Regions from separate parts of the Zea mays genome. Here all the other regions are linked to region 1. A link is a contact called in public Hi-C data. All regions are on one chromosome and are shown on one strand. Each heading gives the region's core, a stretch centred on a gene start, on an enhancer-like site or on the middle of the called end of the contact. The rest is flanking DNA. Distances are from core to core; before and after follow the strand shown.

Evidence for each region. Hi-C and Micro-C count contacts between places; a contact is called where the count stands out from the background.
Region 2: a Hi-C map of leaf mesophyll shows a contact between it and region 1, with 3 times the contacts expected there. The contact joins the promoter of LOC103636002 here to the promoter of LOC103636073 in region 1. A contact is called at or near these places in 4 of 25 Hi-C or Micro-C datasets (endosperm, leaf, leaf mesophyll and 1 more).
Region 3: a Hi-C map of ear shows a contact between it and region 1, with 2.8 times the contacts expected there. The contact joins the promoter of LOC103636014 here to the promoter of LOC103636073 in region 1. A contact is called at or near these places in 6 of 25 Hi-C or Micro-C datasets (bundle sheath, ear, leaf and 3 more).

Annotation. Positions count from the first base shown.
Region 1 is chr1:70,091,516-70,095,448 of Zm-B73-REFERENCE-NAM-5.0, reverse strand. LOC103636073 (1-phosphatidylinositol-3-phosphate 5-kinase FAB1B) reads left to right here and starts at 1,699. Exons shown (of 12, transcript XM_008658432.3): 1 at 1,699-2,329; 2 at 2,842-3,508; 3 at 3,715-3,933. The coding sequence starts at 2,910.
Region 2 is chr1:69,489,788-69,493,720 of Zm-B73-REFERENCE-NAM-5.0, reverse strand. It overlaps LOC103636002 (vacuolar cation/proton exchanger 2), which reads right to left and starts at 2,135. Exons shown (of 11, transcript XM_008658374.3): 1 at 1,559-2,135; 2 at 1,256-1,326; 3 at 1,152-1,180; 4 at 833-1,029; 5 at 530-742; 6 at 1-74. The coding sequence starts at 1,837.
Region 3 is chr1:69,558,051-69,561,983 of Zm-B73-REFERENCE-NAM-5.0, reverse strand. LOC103636014 (pre-mRNA-processing factor 17) reads right to left here and starts at 1,914. Exons shown (of 2, transcript XM_008658381.3): 1 at 37-1,914. The coding sequence starts at 1,748.

The DNA.
Region 1 (3,933 bases), core at 450-2,949:
TGAGCCAAACGACCCAGGGTCCATTTTCCTTACAAATGACATACGAAACTCTAAGTTTCACTAATATATCTCTAAGTTTCATTGTAACTTGTCATGACCTTATTTGTTGATCTATGAGTCTACAATACAACTAAGTCTATAATGTGTCACTAACAAAACAACAAACCAATATTGCCAATCGAAATCTATAACGTTACTAACACTAAAACATACCAGATCATGTGTGCTGGATGATCGATGGCGCGGACGTAATATGCTAGTGCCATAAAGAATGTTGCTCGTGTCGAGCGAGGCGCCCACGGTGGTTGTGCCCCTACTCCCATCCATCGCACTAGCCCCATTTGCAGCTTCCGCAGCAACACTCTCTAAGCTTTCGTAGCATGCCGATTTCATCCATGATACTTGCAGTGTTGGATAGCCTCCTGTCTGAAAAAAGCAACATAGTACAAGGAGGTTTCTAAAACCTGCAAAAACGACAACAATAGAAGAACAACACGATGGCTGACATACACCTTTGCACCTATCAATAACTATATACTAACTATATACAACTACACAACAATCTTTAAGCTAAAATTTGAACTAAAACTACATCAACAATCTTTAAACTAAAACTACAACAACAATCTTTATTTTGACTAAAATTTGAACTAACGATATATAAAATTTGAAAACAACAACAACTACATACTCACCTATCACGCATTGGCGACGGGGCGGAGGGCCGACCAGTGGTAGTGGTCGGCGCTGCCGGAGGCGAGGAAGGTGCGCCGGCACGGGTGGTCGCGGGCGCTGGCGGTGGTGAGGCGGCGACGCACGTCGAGATGACGGCGTCAGAGGGGAAAGAGTGGCGGCAAAACGAAAAGAAATTGCAACGGGCGCGAGGAGGAGAAGCGGCCACGGGTTTATACAATCGAGCTCGCCACCAAGATATGTTGCGCCGAGCTCGGTGTCACGTCGGCGCCACGACGTCCGAGCTGTGGCAGCGCGACACGTGACTCGGCTAGGGGTGGGCATTTTTTATCGTAAACCGAAAACCGAACCGAGCCAAAATTTCGGTTTTTTGAAGTTCGGTTCGATTTCGGTTTTTACATCTGAGAATTTCGGTATTCGGTATCGTAATCGGTTTTTATCGTATACCGAACCGAAATACCAAAAAACCGAATACCAAACTTTATGAATTCAAAATTTTGACTATTTGATTATGTGAATTAAATGTGTAATGCAATCAAATTGTTATTCACTTATTTGTATGTGATGTATGATATGTTTTTAAATATTTATACCTATATAATTTTTACTTTTTAAAATTATGTGTAATGTGTTGTCATGTACCCTTATTGAGTATAAGTTTGGTGTTCGTTTTTTACCAAAACCGAAACCGAACTTATCGTTTTTTATTTTTTTAGAAAACCGATCGGTTTCTAATATTTAAAAAACCGAAGTTTTTGAAAACCGAAAAACCGAACCGAAGTTCCAAAAAAACCCGAATGCCCAGCCCTAGACTCGGCGCCATAGGATGTGGCGTCGAGCGGTGTTACCTTGACGCCATAGCTTGTGGAGCCGAGTAAATGGTCCAAAAATTAAATTAAGTCGTCTAAGTTTAAACGTGAAATTTCTCTGAAAAAAGGACCAAAATAAAAAAAATTTGGCCATATCAAGCACTTATGTGGACCGCAAAAAAAAAATTGTATTGACGTCAATTTGAACGAAGGGAAGACGAGGCTTTCCCAGGAGCCTTCTGCGGGCCCTCCGCGACTTCCTCACCTATCGGCTCCACCGGTCAATCCCAAAGCCACGAAAATTATAATCCAGTATATACTACAAAAAAGAGCAGCAGCCAAAATAATAAAAATAGAAACAAACTCGCCTTTTTTTCTCTCTCCTCCCACCCCGGCGCTCCCTCCCTCCCGCTCCTCCGCCGAGGTCTGTGATCTTCTGCCGCTCCTCCGATTGGATTCCTCCTCCTCCGGCGTTGCCCGGCCCCGCGCCACCGGGCTCCTCTCCTCTCCCGATCGGACCGGACCGCACCGCGCCGGGCGTGCCCTTTGGCGCTGCCGCCAAATGCCCGGCGCGCGCGGCGCTGCCGCCCCGCCCCCGCTGCCTCGCTGCGACACGGGTGCGGGGCGCGACGTAGGATTCTGACACCGGGGATCTTTGCGCGGTGGAGTTCTGGGCCCCTCCTCCGTGGACCGTGGCGGTGCCTCGATTAGCAAGCGGCGCGCGCCTGTCGCTCGACCGATCCTGCTCGCGCTTCCTCGGATTCCGATGCAATGCGCACCGCGGGCCGCGCGGCTCCTCTTCTGACCGATCTCGGAGGAGCTCTGAGGTATTGTCCCTGCCCACATTACTACGTCGTCTATCTTGCTGATCGCCTACAATACACAGTGGCGTGCCGTTTGTACTTTGGTACTGATTTATTTGGCCGCGTTACATAGTGTATATATGCTTGGGTTTTCAACTCAAGCATCAACGCTTTATTTCTCTGTTCTTTAGGTGCCAGCGTTATCGTTGTTTTATGCTTTTAAATTTAGCGAAGGACTTGCCATGTTGACACCGAACTACTTGCCCGGTTTTGGTCCAATATAGTTCATTATTATGTCAGATGGGGATAGGGCAGTGTATAAATGCATCACAGTTTTGAGATTGTCGACTAATTTTATCGTACTGTCATTCTATTGCAATATTTGTTGAGGAAATTCATGCTGCAAATGGAACACGGCCATTCTTTCTGGTGCGAGAATCCAAAGGAAAATTGTATGTTTGTTCAGGGTGCATTGAATTTTCCTGCTTCTTTTTGTTGGTTAGTTCGTTGTAACGAGTGCCTTTATCTCTTTCTAGATTTCTGTCGCATCAGATGAGGATGCAAGTATGAAGGTTTCTTTGAGGTGGTACAGTTTTAGCTGCCAATGGAGGACCCAAATAAAACGTTTTCTGACGTAGTTAAGCTTTTGACATCATGGCTGCCGCGACGCTCCAACCCAGATAATGTCTCCCGGGACTTCTGGATGCCCGATCACAGCTGTCGAGTTTGCTATGACTGTGATTCACAATTCACCATATTCAACCGCAGACATCATTGTCGTCGCTGTGGGCGAATTTTCTGTGGTAAGTGCACTGCAAACTCCATCCCAGTTTCAAGTGGCCCTGACAGAAATGTCGATGAGGGGGACAGGATACGTGTCTGCAACTTCTGCTTCAAGCAATGGGAGCAAGAAAGAGTCACTTCCCTCAAACCGGTGCTGCCGGTGCTCACCCCTTCCCTGTCTGAGACGAGTTTGTTCAGCACCAAGTCAGCTATCACCATCAATAGTGTTACCACAACGGCAGGCTCTTACTCTAATGGGAATTATCAGCATGTGAGCTGTGTTACCAGCACTAGTCCTCCAAAGTGTTGCCATGACAAGACCTCCCATAATATGCAAGACACTCATGCTCCTGAGAAATGTATGTCCACTGTTTCAAACAAAGATGACTCTTCAGTTCAGTTTGGCTACTACACAAACAGGTATTCTGTTTGAAACCTCATACGGTATAATATATCACCCAGTTAAAGTACAACATATCATGCTCTGCTTTTGATCATTTTTTCATTCAGTAAACGAATAACATTGTTGTTATACTGAGATGTATTGGTTTAACCTCTACTTTTCGTGCTGACAAGTTCAAAATGCTTGGACGATGCTTACCTCGTCATGTAACATTCTAAATCAGGAGTGATGACGAAGATGAAGAATACCCTGCTTACTGCTCTGATAGGCAGGTACAACATCAACAACAGAGTGGACAATATTATGGCCCAGATGAGTTTTATGAGCTTGATACACCCTACAATTCAAAAATGTCGATCGTTGAAGAATCTATGACCTCTAAAGAACTATCCCCACATGTGCTTGATCAAGGATTTCCGAGTGCACCGACCATTACAAAATC
Region 2 (3,933 bases), core at 886-3,385, 600 kb after region 1:
ATAAAAAGCCAGCAGATGGCCTCCCATTGTGTTATCTCCTTTTCATCCTCATCCTCCTCAGTGGCTTCTTCTTCCTGTTGTGAAAAGTAGAAATTCGAATTTGAAGTGTGCATATCACAAAAGCGTAATGTAATATATGAAATGATTATATTTATGTTCGATGATCTCACTTGCTAGGATCTAGTTATAAATGTCCTAGATAAATATTAACTAAAACATTTCCCATGATTGCATTCTGTAAATGGATGTGTCCATAGTAAACGAAAAATCAGGAGAACCAAATAGTTTGCTATTCTTTCTTGCTAACTGCATTACATTTATCATGTGCCCTGCTTTACAGCTGACCTACGTCAACCTGATCCAGAATTCCAGACTTCTAACAAAGCATAGTTCCGGACAAATATAATTATTTTATTACACAGAGAAGTGGCCCAGGTTATTTTTTGTACAATCAATGAATACATATCCTCATGCATGCATTTTTTTCCAGTTTCCGATGTTTGCCAAGATTTAATGTTAAGCTACTTACATCACCAATTGGGCTGTACATACTGCGGTGGCTCTTCAGTTGAAAAAACAGATAGCTAGCATAGGCCACAAGCATGATGCAGCTACTAAACCTTGAAAGAGCTACTTCGGATTTTCCATACTGCGCTTCTGAATGCGTGAAGTGAAGCACTGCTGGGAACATAAGGCCTAAGACAGCCATCAACAGTAGTCCTGAGTTTACAACAGCTGATGCCTGGAATGATAAATTCGAGTCAATAGAAATTACACAAAGTGTATCATAGAAGAAGTGTTTAAGAAATCTAGACTTTGTTAAATAAACTACCTTGTTGAAGACCTGATCCCTGTCGGAGTGGACAAGACCGCCGGCAAAGAAAGCACAGCCAAGAACCAGCAGCATATTTGACAGTATTGAGCCTAGTAGTGACTGCTGGACGACTCGAATCATCCCATTTTTCAGTGCGTATATTGATATAATCATTTCCGTTGCATTTCCAAATGTAGCATTCAGTAGCCCCCCAACTGCAATTAGAAGGAAAAGAAAAGGTTTTACATCTTTACTAAATAGTAAGTACTAAGCAGATGTTAATTAAAGCTAATATTTGTTTAGGAAATGTAGCACAGCATGGGAGCAAAGAACACACCTGTTGGGCCAGTGTAGCAAGCAAGTTGCCTGCAAACGATCGAGGAATTAGCATAAGTAGTAGTAGTAACTGGGAGCTAAAGTCACCATCTTGCTGACACTTACTCGGTCGCGTATCCCAGTCTCTCGGCCAACGGGGTAATGCCGATTAAGCTGAAAAGGAAAACCCATCCTTGCTGTGGAGCTCGCATTTGATGGAAGCAAACAGAGAAGGTGAAGTGTGGTCAGCTTATGTGCACGGCAACTAATGCAGCGGAACAAAGACGAGGTTGGCAGTAGTCAGTAGAGATTCAAACGCGGCCGCGCGAAAGTAGAGAGTGTACGTGCACTTGGTTGGCGAAAAAAAAAAGAGGAAAAAGAAAAAGATTGTGAAGATTTGGAAACGAAGTGCGTGGCCGGGGTTCTTACGTGCGTTCCGGAGAGATAGTGGAGCACGATGGCGAGCGGGCCGAAGGGGAGCAGCACGTTGATCTTGGCCTGGAAGATGACGAAGCGCGCGCTGGTGAGCGCTCTCCGCCACCTGCTCCCGGGCGCCAGCGACTCGGCCACGGCGGCGAGCGCGCCGATGTGCTCGAAGTCCAGCGAGTGCATCTTCCGTGGCGACGACGGCGACGCCGGCTCCTGCTCGTCGTCCGCCGCCTCGTGCACCTGGAACACCCCCGGCGCCGGCTTCTCCGCCACCATCATCTGCGTGCGAGGCCGCGGCCAGGACCAACGCAGAGGCGGCCGGCTGGGCGGGCTCCCTCCGTAGGTAGAGTGGAGCACGCGAGCGCTAGGGATCAGGGCGGGTTCGATGAGGACCGCCGGACAGCGCGCTTGGGTCGGGGTTCGGAGGGATTCGGACGCTGCGGTGCCGAAGTGGTGGTCGAGTGAGAAATGCGCGAGGAGAGGAGACGCCGATGCGCCGGGCACGGGCACGGGCACGGGCACGGCACGAGCACGAAGGTGCCTGGGTGCTTCGGGGCGGGCCCTGATCTTGCTGGGCCCACGTATCGCGCCGCTCTTCGTTCGTGGGCAGAAGGTGGCCCACTGGCCAGCACGGGGGGTTCTGCTTCCGTATGTGCGCGGGACCCAAGTATCTCGATGACGTGGCGAGGGGGAGGGGCCTGTGGTTGTGTAGCGGTTTCAGTCCAGATGGTGAGGACTGAGAAGTGAAAATGATCCATGACTCAGGTCGAACAGAGCCATTACTGTAGTTCAGCTATCTATAAGCTGGGAGGGGGTCAGGTCATCACATGGGGGTGTAGGGTGTCACACTACTGCACATGATTGGCGATGCCCTCTGCTGTGGGAGAGTATCTCTGATGATGGTGACTGACGGACTGACTGACTGACTGACTGACTGACTGACAATGATATAACTATTAAGGTAGTATACGAGTCCTTGGCAACGATAACAGTCAAGGATTAGATCCAAGCAAAGCACATCCCGAGAGATGGATAGATCCAGGGCCAATGCTCTCAAGTGCTGCATGCATTTCACCGTACGGTACCAACAGCTCGCAAGTGGTTACTGATGCATATGGCCTCTCATCAACTTGTATACTCCATATGTTAGCTCAGGAGCAAGTTGTACGGCTCCAAAAGGCAGAGCAGCAGGGTGACTTGTTTTTGCTTTTCTAATATATAACCTTGTTTAGAAAAAAAGGAAAGATAAATCTAGCGGGAAAAAAACTTCTATAAGGGCTAGTTTAGGAACCCAATTTTTCCAAGGGATTTCTATTTTCTCTTGGTAAAATGTGGTTTCCAAACTAGCACTAAATATCTAAATGCCTTATTCAAACGACAAATCCTGGGATTGCTCACTCTGAGAAAGACAGAGATCCCAAATAAATTAGAGTTTTCAAACTAGCGTATACCTAAACATAATTTTTATATCTCTACTACTACTTAAGTGTCTAATGTAGGCGTCCACAGGCGGATGGTGCACTGTTCTGCCATCCCGCCCGCACGCATCCGCTTTCTGCCTTTCTGCCCCCGCCTGCCATCGCCAGCGTGCTCCCGCCTTCCCAGGAAACCCTTCCATCCATGGCGCCTTCCCAGGGATCTCCGCGGTCAATTTTTACGGAGAAATCGCGCCTCCCCAGGGTGCCCTTCCATCCATGGCGTCGTTGCTGCAAGTGCCCCCGCAATCAACTCTATTGCCCCCGCGATCCCGCCTTCCCAGGGTGCCCTTCCATCCATGGTGCCTCCCCAGGGATCTCCGCGGTCAATTTTTACGGAGAAAACGCCGCTTCACCTCGCCGCCTCCCCCACCGCGCGTCCGCAAGAGCCAAGAGTGGGCGTCCAGATTCCTACACCATGCCCTCGCTCGCGCAAACCTCGCTCTCCGAGCTCGAACAGGCATCATTCTTCCCCGCCTCCACGATTCTCGCCTCCGTGGTCCTAACCCCCACTCCTCACCCTTCCATCGGCGCCCGTCCAGGTACGTCTCTTCCCCGCACTCCTCGCCCTTCCATCGGTGCTTCCAGGTACGCCACCGTCCATGCCCTGCGATCCTCGCTGGGCCCACCTTTCTCCACGCATGCGCATGCTCCTGCCACCCCAATCCTCGCCTCTGCGCCGCCACCCCCCACGTCGCCCCCGTCCTTGGTGGCTCGACGACTTCACAGAGCATAAATCTCATCGCCGACGCTTCTTGGCGTGTTCCTCGGCTCTCCTGGGCTTCCTTCACCCCTCTCATCGCCTCTACCACACACGACACACGCGCTCGATGAGCCCTAGCCCCAGTTCACGGCCGCCAGGGATGACCCTACACCCCCCGTGGCGTCGTTCCCGCCGGC
Region 3 (3,933 bases), core at 665-3,164, 530 kb after region 1:
TTTAAAGGAGCACGCATGGTTGTGTGATCAACTTACCAGTATTTAATTACACCATCCCATCCACAGGTTGCAACCTTGCTAGTTTCCAATGGATGCCACTCACATCCAATGCAAACTCCGTTGTGGCACCTCAAAGTCTTAAATCTCCTGCAGCTTTTCCAGTCCCAGAACCAGCAGCTACCCTCACCATCACCAGACATCACAAACCTCCCATCAGGTGAGAAGTTCACTTGACAAGCATAACCTGCCACAATATGTCCGGCAAATCTCTTCTTCTTATTAAGCTGAAACCTCTCCTTGGTGCTGTATATCAGTATCTGATTGTCCAAGCTCTGTGCTGCCAGCCAATTTGAGTTGGGATGCAGTGCAATTGATGGCATTGAGTGCATGTGCGGCTCACTGATATACTTAATCACCACAGGGATGCCAAACTCCCACACACGAAGAGACTTGTCATCACTCGAGGTCACAAATCTCCTGTTGTTATCCACAAAAGTTATGGTGTTCACAGCCCCTAAATGCTGATCATACTCTTGTGTAATCTGCCCTGACTTCATATCCCATTGCACAATCTTTTTATCACTCATTCCGGCAAGGAGAATATGCTGCTTATCCTCATCAGGATTGAGCTTCACAACATATGGGACCTTCCCGGTTGAGAAGGTCGAGATCACCTGCCCTGTCTCAGTATCCCAGTACTGTATATTCCTGTCATACCCAGCACTCAAGAATTTAGTCCCATCATTAGAGAATGATATATCCCTTACGGCCTTTGAGTGCCCCATATAAGTCCGCATACATGTCCGTGACCCAAGCACATCCCAGATTTTAATCTTGCAATCCATACTTGCAGACAGCAGCAAATGTCCATACTTTGGAAAAAACCTGATGGCCGAGACCCCCTTGGTGTGGCCGACCCACTCGTGGACACACCTCTTTGGGATGTAGCAGTGGTCGTTGGTGGCCTTGGCGTCCTTGGGCGGCGTGATCCAGGAGCGTCCCTGGTAGTCCTTCTCCTCCTTGCCGTGGAAGGTGGTCTTGACCACAACCTCTGCCCTCTCGCTCTTTCCTTCGGCGCGAGCCTCCTTCTCGGCCTTCTTGGCAGCGTGCGCCTCCGCATACTGCCTCTGCTCGTCGGTGAGCTCCGCGGGAGGCGCTTCCTTCTTCCCAGCCCAGGGACTCTGCTTGTTGTGGAGGACCCATTCCTCGGAGGCGGGGTTCTTGGCCTCCGGAGGGGCGGGCTCCTCCTGGTTGTCCGCCTTGGCCAGGAGGCGGCGGCGCTTGTGCTCGGAGGGGGCGAGGTTGTAGACGGTGTCGGGCTCAGGCGCCTGGGGATGGGCGTCGCCGACGATGTGGAGGCCGGAGGGGTCGGCAGCGTAACCGAAGCGGTGGAAGGTGTTGTACTGCTCGTCGAATAGGAAGGGCAGGACCGCGGCGTCCTCGACGTGGCCGAGCTTGTGGTTGCGATTGCCTGAGGCGGAGGAGATTGGGGCGTGGGGGTGCTGGGGCCCTAGGATGGGCGCCCAGAGCTGGTCAGCGGTGGGGTTGAAGGCGACGAGGTGGAGCGAGGGGTCGAGCGGGCGGGCGGCGGACGCGGCGGAGGAGAGCGCGAGCGCGGTGTCGTCGACGGCGGGGGCGGCGGACTTGGACGGAAGGCGGAGCGGCGAGGACTCCGGCGAGGACGCGGCCGCCGAGTCCTCCGGGGACGAGGCGGCGTCCGGCGCGTAAGAGGACTGGAGGAGATCCATGGTGGGGATCTAGTGTTAGGGTTTTCTGTGGAAGCTGTGGGAGTTTGTATTTGGAATCGCTGATGAGTGATGACGATGACGCCGCCACAGCCACCGCGACTGCTCGCGAAGACGAGACGACAGCGAACGAGATGGGCCGCTCCAGGGTGAGATGGGCCGGTTTGTACCCGAAACCCAGTGAGCTTTTGCTCTATTAGGGCTAGTTTGGCAATTTTATTTTTTAAGGGGATTCTCATTTTTCCAAAGGAAAATGAACTAATTTCCCTTGAAAAAATGGAAATCTCTTGGAAAAATAGGGTTGCTGAAAGTCGTCTAGAGGGGGTGGATAGGAGAAACCTGAAAATTATAATTCTAAATACAAACTAAATCCCTTGATTAGTGGTTAGAACAAGATTCACAATTATCGAAGTATAAAACTAAGTCCTTTGCTTGCAACAAGTATTGTTCTCAAGGAGTGCGGAATTTAATCAATAGCAATACTACAAGAAATATTGGTTGAAAATAATGCAAGAGGGCTTAGATAAGAAGAGGAGAAACACAAGTTCTTTCTTGCAAGGAGGTGCTTCTCTAAATGAGAATTTAACATGAAGCAACACAAAATAATATTAGCAAAGATTAGTGCAAAAGAACTTAGAAAGGGAGAGAAACAAATAAATCACAAGCAATAAACACAAGAGACACGGGTGATTTGTTTTACCGAGGTTCGACCCTCGAAGGCCTGGTCCCCGTTGAGGAGTCCACTAAAGACGGGTCTCTTTCAACCCTTTCCCTCTCTCCACCGATCACTAAGACCGGCGAGCTCTTCTTCTTCTCAAGGATCACTTAAGATCCCGTAAGGATCACCACACTCTTAGGTGTCTCTTGCTAGCTTTACAAGCCTCCAAAACTTTGGAGGAAGTTTAATGGGAGTCAAAACTCCACGCACAAATGAATGCAAAATGTAGCACACACTTTTCTCAATGAATCTCATAAGGCACTAGCGCTAAACTCACACGAGTAGCTTTCTTTTGCTTGATCTCTCTTTTGTGGCACTTGTGTTGGTTGTAGTGGTCCAAATATTGTGTATAGGATGGATCAATGAATAGAGGTGGTTGGGAGGGCTTGGATATGTCAAATATATGACTTGGAATGTTGTTTGGGCTCCCACACCTTGAAGTGGTCGGTTGGGTTGGTATTTATAGCCACCAACCAAAATGTAGTCGTTGGAGAAGGCTGCTGGCGATGGGCACACCAGGCAGTCTGGTGCGCCACCGGACAATGTTTGGTGCGCCGCCACGTCACCCTATCGTTAGAGCTTGGAGCTGGTCGACACCGGACAGTCCGGTGTCACGCCGGACAGTCCGGTGCCTCTCTGACCTGCTGCTCTGACTTCTGCCTTGTTACTGTGTTGCACTGTTCATCCGTCAGAGTCGACCGTTGCGCGCAGATAGCTGTTGCTCCACTGGTACACCGGACAGTCTGGTGGTACACCGGACAGTCCGGTGAATTATAGGGAGCTGCGCCTGGGAAACCTGAAGCTGAGGAGTTTGATTTGATTCACCCTGGTGCACCGGACAGTCCGGTGTGCCAGGCCAGGCCACACTTCGGTTTCTTTTTGCTCCTTTCTTTTAAAGCCTAACTTGTTTTTTTTATTGGTTTGTGTTGAACCTTTTGGCACATGTAGAATGTATACTCTAGAACAAACTAGTTAGTCCAATTATTTGTGTTGGGCAATTCAACCACCAAAATCATTTAGGAAAAGGTTTGACCTTATTTCCCTTTCAATCTCCCCCTTTTTGGTGATTGATGCCAACACAAACCAAAGCAAATATATAATTGCAGAATTGAACTAGTTTGCATAAGGTAAGTGCAAAGGTTGCTTGGAGTTAAACCAATTTAAACATCTATAAGATATGCATGGATTGCTTTTTTCTTTTTAACATTTTGGACCACGCATGCACCGCTTGTTTTATTTTTGCAAATGTTTTTGGAAATTCTTTTTCAAAGTCTTTTTGCAAATAGTCAAAGGTATATGAATGAGATTTCGAGAAGCGTTTTTAAGATTTGAAATTTTCTCCCCCTGTTTCAAATGCTTTTCCTTTGACTAAACAAAACTCCCCCTTAATGAAATTCTTCTCTTAGTGTTCAAGAGGGTTTTAGATACCAATTTTGAAATATATCACAAATACAATACCAATTGAAAACA